Regions from separate parts of the Mus musculus genome. Here region 1 is linked to region 2. Evidence: chromatin contacts called from public HiChIP or PLAC-seq data. All regions are on one chromosome and are shown on one strand. Each heading gives the region's core, a stretch centred on a gene start, on an enhancer-like site or on the middle of the called end of the contact. The rest is flanking DNA. Distances are from core to core; before and after follow the strand shown. Region 1 overlaps Pik3r1 (phosphoinositide-3-kinase regulatory subunit 1). Region 2 has its middle 45 kb from the start of Gm36553.

Region 1 (3,432 bases), core at 223-2,722, 73 kb before region 2:
TCATGCCAGCTTCTCTCTCTCAAGCCCTTCGTCCCTTCACAGTATTCTGTCCCTTTCTGTTTCTTTCTTGGAGCTTTCTACCATGCATCCTTTACCCACGTTTGTAGATTTAAATGAAAGAGTTGCATTTGCTGCTGTTCTTATTCTGGGCAAGGTTCTGTCAAAACCCTGCTCGAATGGGGCTGCCCACGTGACCCTCACAAGGTAACCCTTTGAAGAGAGAAGCCACTTCGGGATTAGGCAACTCAGGGAATTTCTACAAAAGGTGTTTCTTAGAGGAAAGATCGAGACTAGATGCTTATCAGTGCTTGCTTTCACTTGAAGCAAACCCAACCAAGTGTCTGAACTCGGGTCCCTCGTGTGCCTTGAACTCAGCTGAGCATGCACAGGGAGGGCTGCATTGCTTTTTTGTGTGCCCCGTGCTCTTACCAACTGGGCCACTGGAAGCTGACGGGCAGGAGCCTTACTGGAGTGGTAAGGAAACGCTGAATTTTGCTCTCTGCCAATTAAAATAGAATTACATGTTTTGGTTACAAAAAAGGGGGGGGGGTGTTGTGAAATTGAACACATGCTAAAAGTCACAGGAAACGTAAAGACACCAGAAACTAATGAAACTATGAAAAGTTGTGGTTAAGGTTTTAATGTTACCAATACAAAAAACGATCCGGGTTAGCTTTGGAAAAAGTTTTTGCTTTTTTTCACACCACTCATGAGATGGCGTAAACCACCAAGATTCGCTCACGTCAGTCATGCATTTTGACAACTTTCCTTCCCCATTGACATCAAAAGCCACATGCAGAAAACTGGTACACGTTCCTAGCGAAGAAAGAGCAAACCTTATCCAAACTTGGGAGCTTGCACATCTGCCAGAGTGTCTCCGGGTGGTGGCCTTTTCAGTCCATGAAGCTATTAGAGTATCCATGGAAGCCTCAGTTTCACCTGACAGATGCTGGCTTTCAAATACCCATATAAATTTGCAGTGCCAGCCAGCCAGAGGTGGGCAGCCACCTGCTTTTCCTCGCCCTTTTACAGCATCTCATGTTAACTTGATGCTGCTGCTGCTAGTGACTCTTAAGTCTCCAGCAACAAAAGCCCCGATTAAGCAAATTCTTTTAACAGGATTTAGTGGTAAATTAGCAAAGTTGTGATTTATATCCAGATTAGATTAGTCTGGTTGTCCCAGCCTTCCTCTCACCTTCCTCATTTTACCCTAAAACATTTTTTTGTTGTTGTTGTTGTTGTTATTTTACTTGAGTTTTAATGGTCTGAATTTTCTCCTGACACCTTTTGGTTTCTCTTAACTTGAGTACGGCTTCTTCAACCTGGCGCTCTGACTGTGTTCTGCCGATCAAGAGTGGAAGAATATCATGCTCACTGCAGGGTATTTAGCCACATCCCTAGCCTCTACCCACCGGGTGCCAGTAGCATCCACCCCCAGTCATGACAGTCAAGAACAGTCTCCAAATAGTGCCAGACTCTTCCTACTCTACCCCCACGCCCTGGGAACCACTAAACCAGATAGAGATCAACCTGTGGCTGGCTGGGGGTTGGGGGGGTGGGACTTCCCCGGGGAACTAGAGTAGTGAAGCATTAAAGGAACTGGTTACCCATCAGTAGTTTGGTGAGGAGTGAAGTGAGGGACCAATACCTCTTAGCTGTGGGTAGCGAAGAGCTGCCCGGTGGTATTAATTCAGAAAGGGAACCATGTATTGCACATGTCAGAAAACCCAGGGCATGGGAGAAGTCACAAAAAAATAATAAATAAAACCAAGTGTACTCTATTGTCAACTCCCGTGGATTTATACACATGGGGAATTTATCCCAAGACTTGTGAAGCATAATTTCATTCAAACACTGTGAAGACTCCAAGGACCGGGCTTCCTAGATTCTTCATAAGGTCTCGGAAGTGAGCACCTCCCAAGGGCTCCAGACCTCATCTATTTACCACAGCTCTTGCGTTGGCTGCTGAGCAAGGCCGGAAGAGCAGGGGAGAGGCACACTCTGTCCTTGAGGCCCCCTAAGTGTGATGTGAGATTCATAAAACATACAAACTGCTTGCCAGGTGTCCTAGTGAAGGCATTGCTCATCAGCCCCTGCAGGAAGGAGCACTAAGGGGATGATGCCTGAGAGAGGAACATGGGACTGCAACACCTTTAAGTCTACACACGTCTCCTAATGGGTGCCACATATATTTTTCAGGATGAGCAAGTTTCGAGATACCCCTTTTCAAGGCAGAGAGACGAGACATGAGGCATACAAGGGCCACGTCTAGAGGAGCCAGAAACCTCAGATGCTCATATAATCTTAATTGGCATTACATCATTTCACAAATAATTGCTCAGTTTCAGGCTAGATCCTTTATGCAAAGGCCCAGCAGGGCCTGTGCACCTTTGTTAGCATGTGCTCTGTGGTCTTGTTAGCTCTCTAGGGTATTGAAGTTATCTTCTTAGGTCTTACCTCTTACAGTTTTTCCTTGACCTGGCCTATGTACATTTATACTAGGCTGTGGTGTCACAGTCTCAGACATCTGGCTACTTAGTGGGACAAGGTTTGCTTAATGGGATGATGTGCCCAAAGACTTTCTGTACCGCAGTCTCACCCCAGATTCCCATAGCTTCTCAGTTTGGAGGTCACTTCCCATAAAGGGATGGGTAACCTCATGTAGTGGTCATAAAGAAGTTGACAACACTAAAGGTTTCTGAGCTAAGATTTAAGTCAGACATGTAACACTCTAAGATGTTTTTTGGCCAGATTGACACACGCATCGCACTTCACTTTCGCTAGCCTTAGTTCTGAACATACAACATTCATGCTTCTCACTGTGTATGGGGGTCCATGTTGTCAGGCCACTTGCACCTAAGCTCAGATTCAACACTATTGTATGTTATGGATTATCTACACAGAGATTCCTGCCCCATAGAAACAGTGTGACCGAACTATAGAAGACTTTGACGTGAATCTTTCATCCTCAACATGTCTATCTTAGGATGTTTGTATACAGACACACACATACACATATATGCACATACACAAATATTAATATGTCTTTGGATTGAATTATATAAAGATGTTTGATCGTAAAAATTGTTCTTTGGGTTTCTTTTTTTTAAAAAAAAAAAAAGTTAAATAAATTTTGGGCTGGAATCATTAGGAAAGAATTTCCAGAAGTATTTGGAATGGCCCTTGACGTATAATTCCGTCATTTAGTATCATGGATTTATACAAAGCGACGTCCCAGCATTGACAATTTTTAAGTCAACATTGATTACCTCCAAAAGCACTGAAGATGCTCTGTATCTCGAAGCATCAAATACTCAGCTAAGATTTACTACCGCATAAGAATAAACAAAGAAATCTCTAATTAATATGCAAATTAGCTTTCACCTTTAATCAATGATAAAAGTTATATGTGTTCCTAGCAATTCTGGTAAA
Region 2 (3,264 bases), core at 743-3,242:
TCTTCCACAGAGGTCAGGATAGAGTGCAGAGCAAAGGGCAGATTTTGCAGCAGAAAGGGACATGTTTGACTCCATTAATAAACCCTCCACCTCCCCCATCCCACTAGACTTCCTGTTTAGGCCTTATTTTAGTCCTTTGAACAAATGTCCAACAAGGCAAAGATGCCAGCTGGACATAGGATGGAAACAGTGTTGGACAGGGTCAGACTGTCTCTGGGTGAGAAGTCTCGCTGAGTCACCCTGCTCCTCAACAGAAGACCTGTGGGTTTAGATGAGAGAGAGCATAGTGGCTTGGGAAGAGGATGGTTAGCTGCTAAGACAGTGCTGGGTAGGCATATATCCCCTCCATTAGTTATTAGGAGTTATATAAGAACATTATTTGGCCCACATGAAAGACTCAACACAGTGGCCAACATGTTTAGAGAATGGACAAAATGTTGCTATTAAAAATGGTAGATGGAGTGGTGAGATGAAAAACGAGGTGTTTCCATTTATACCTTTAACTGAAACATTCCTGGAATCTCCCAGGCCAACTACCATGGCTCCAGGATGGACTCAGAACTTTATACTCCATGCAGAATTGTCCCAGGGTCACCTAGAAATATTTTTCTTGGTACCTTGTGACAATGTGACCAGACTGGGCCTGACTCAGATTCAAGCCTTGCCCCAGGAATGATCTCACCACCCCTCACATGATCTTTCCAAACACACTCTTGTCTCAAGTGACAGTGCGGGATATAACCAGTTATATCCACCTTGGACACCTTTAAAATATGTAGACCTGATTTCAGTCTGCAGAAGGAGATAGAGGCCAATCCCTTATCTTTGATCCTCTTACGGTCTGGTGATAAATGTGATTGACCATCCTATGGCTGGGTAAAACAGAAGGGAAGGACACTCAACAAGTGGTTTGTCTGGCTGAGCATTCCTCAGGGAGCCTCGTCTACCACCCAGGAACTAGATCCTGCAACTACAGTCCTAAGGGCAGTGTACAATCTATGTTCTAGAAGCTTAGTTTCCCTCCAGGAGAATCCTGGTGACATTTTCTGACACAGAGTAGCTTTTCAAACTTTCCTTTAATAGCTCTGTATTACTCTGATTTGCATTATGAATGGTGGCCTAAAGCTTTGCCCTAAGACTTACTTCATGGAACTACACGGATAGAGAAGACATGCGCTCAACTTCAGAATACTCAGTGAGCAAGACAAAGTGATCTTTATTGTCTTAGTAGAGCATAGATTTTGACAAAATGGTGACTGGCAAATGACTCAAGGCAAAGTATATCCTGATCCTTATACAGTTCACCCCAGGCACACCAAGAAGCTCATATTTACCTTTAAACCTGACATGTGAGGATGGCTAAATGAAGTCCTAAAGGGCTAGAGAAATGACTCAGTGCATGTAAGCACTTCCTGCTCTTCCAGAGCACAGACTTCTGCACCCAGCCTCCACTTTGAGCAACCCACAACTGCCTGCAACTTCAGCTTCAGGGAGACTCAATGCTTTTGGTCTCTGAGGACACCTATTATTATATGTATATACTCAGTCTCCCACATAAAATAAAAATAAATCTTAAAAACAAAAACAAAGTACTTGATGATAAGGGGTGTGTGGGGTTTGTGTATGTCATTTGTTGGCTTGTTTGTTTTGAGTGTCTGGTGGAGATTTGCACAAAGGTCATGGGAAGCAGAGCAAATAAAGGAAAGAGCTCCCCTCATCTGCTTGGAGGAGGCAGATCTGAATGGCGCTGAATAGACATAAACCCATCCTGGGAATCTCCTCAGAAGATGAATTCAGGCAGTAAGATACAAATTTGGAGGTTAATACTATGCACATGCAGACTATAACATCACTCACTTGTCTCGGGGCCCATTCAAGATCACTTATTCATTACTAGTTTACCTACATTCTTCCTGTTTTCTCCCCTATTAAGATGGTATTTGAGTTTCCAGATCTCACTGGGCTTGGAGGTCTTCACTTCTCCTTTCTATGACAACCCTGTACACATAATATATTAGCATGCCTTCTAGCCTGTTACTACACTTACTGTTGGTGTAGAACCTTCAAATGATTGAAGGAAAGTCTTCCATCCATATAGTTACTATTACAGAAAAGCCCATTATCTAATATGCCAAATGTGCAGGTCCTATTCCATAATAGATGATAAAGACTTGAGGCATAGTTTTTGTTCTTTCTTATTAACTCCTAACACAATGTCACACCCTTAGGAAAGGTTCCAAGACTGGTGCCAGCCAACACTGATAATTTTCTCACATGCTACACCCTTCAGCCTCCCAAAGAAATGTTTCTGCTATTATAAGTTCCATCCAGGAACTTGGTATTTGAGAACACTTTTCCTATAGAGCAAATAGTTCAAAAGACATGTCAACATGAAAAAAAAAAAATCCTTATTTAGCTACTCTTGGCTTCTGCAGTCAGCAGGAGTTGAACCTTGGAAGACATAACTGTGTGAGCCAGAATGAATGATCAAGAGAGGGGTTAAGTGAGAGAGAGGGCAGAAAGAAGGAAGCAGGGGAGACAAAAACAGACACACAGAGGGAAGGAGAGAGAGAGAGAGAGAGAGAGAGAGAGAGAGAGAGAGCGCTCAAGTATGTCCGAGAGGGTCCCTCAACTGAGAAATCTTTTAAGGACTTTGCTTCCAACAGAGCACACTTACCCTCCCCCTAGCACACAGGGCTGGCCTTGGTATGCCTGAGTATATAGATTTGAGTGTCAGTCCTCACTTACTTGGATAAATAGGAGATCATAGAGAGGGATCTTTACCTGGCTATAGAGAAATCTTTAATTCTGGTATGGAACTGGGAGGCCTAAGGAACTATAACAACCAGGGCTAGGTTTCCTGTTCAAAGAGGGCAGCACAATTCTCTGTGTCACTTCGCCTTGATTAGAGGGTCTTAGCTAGATCTTTTCCTGAAATACAGAAGCTCTTTGAAAAAAAAATCTTATTGGGAGATTTTTTTTTTTCTGTACCAGGCACTTACGTAGTCTTGGCAACTGTGGTGACAGATGAGTCACCAGAGCAGGTTCCAGTTGGTTCTTCCACCCCATGAAGGCAGTGATTGCTGATTTACATCAGTCGTGCCTGGTGTCAGGGTTTCCTGGCCTGTGGCTTGAGCTTAGTCTTTTTTGATATCTGCTTTTCCCAGCGTTGGTGTGCCTTGAGCCTGTCAAATTACCTCTGCAACACTAACAAACCAGGGTGTTAGAAAGGGGAGGGCTCACAACTTCTATTTGATCCCTTTC

Evidence for each region. HiChIP or PLAC-seq counts read pairs in DNA pulled down with a chosen protein or histone mark.
Region 1: a contact with region 2 is called in a BATF HiChIP or PLAC-seq map of CD8 T cells, with 5 read pairs. The contact joins two enhancer-like sites. A contact is called at or near these places in 1 of 39 promoter capture datasets (macrophages), 7 of 484 Hi-C or Micro-C datasets (germinal center B cells, liver, long-term hematopoietic stem cells and 1 more), 1 of 115 datasets of contacts at active chromatin or transcription factors (CD8 T cells) and 4 of 9 other capture datasets (adipose tissue, embryonic stem cells, macrophages and 1 more).

Annotation. Positions count from the first base shown.
Region 1 is chr13:101,704,706-101,708,137 of GRCm38.p6, reverse strand. The region is part of intron 4 of Pik3r1 (phosphoinositide-3-kinase regulatory subunit 1); the gene reads left to right. Among named protein-coding and RNA genes, the nearest start is that of Pik3r1, 62 kb to the left of the region's middle. Within about 2 kb of position 1,472, at least 42 of the 459 cell types and tissues checked have an H3K27ac peak or open chromatin away from gene starts, as enhancers often do. A contact at or near this core is called in CD8 T cells, where this site is marked.
Region 2 is chr13:101,632,764-101,636,027 of GRCm38.p6, reverse strand. No RefSeq gene overlaps it. Among named protein-coding and RNA genes, the nearest start is that of Gm36553, 45 kb to the right of the region's middle. Within about 2 kb of position 1,992, at least 16 of the 459 cell types and tissues checked have an H3K27ac peak or open chromatin away from gene starts, as enhancers often do. A contact at or near this core is called in CD8 T cells, where this site is marked.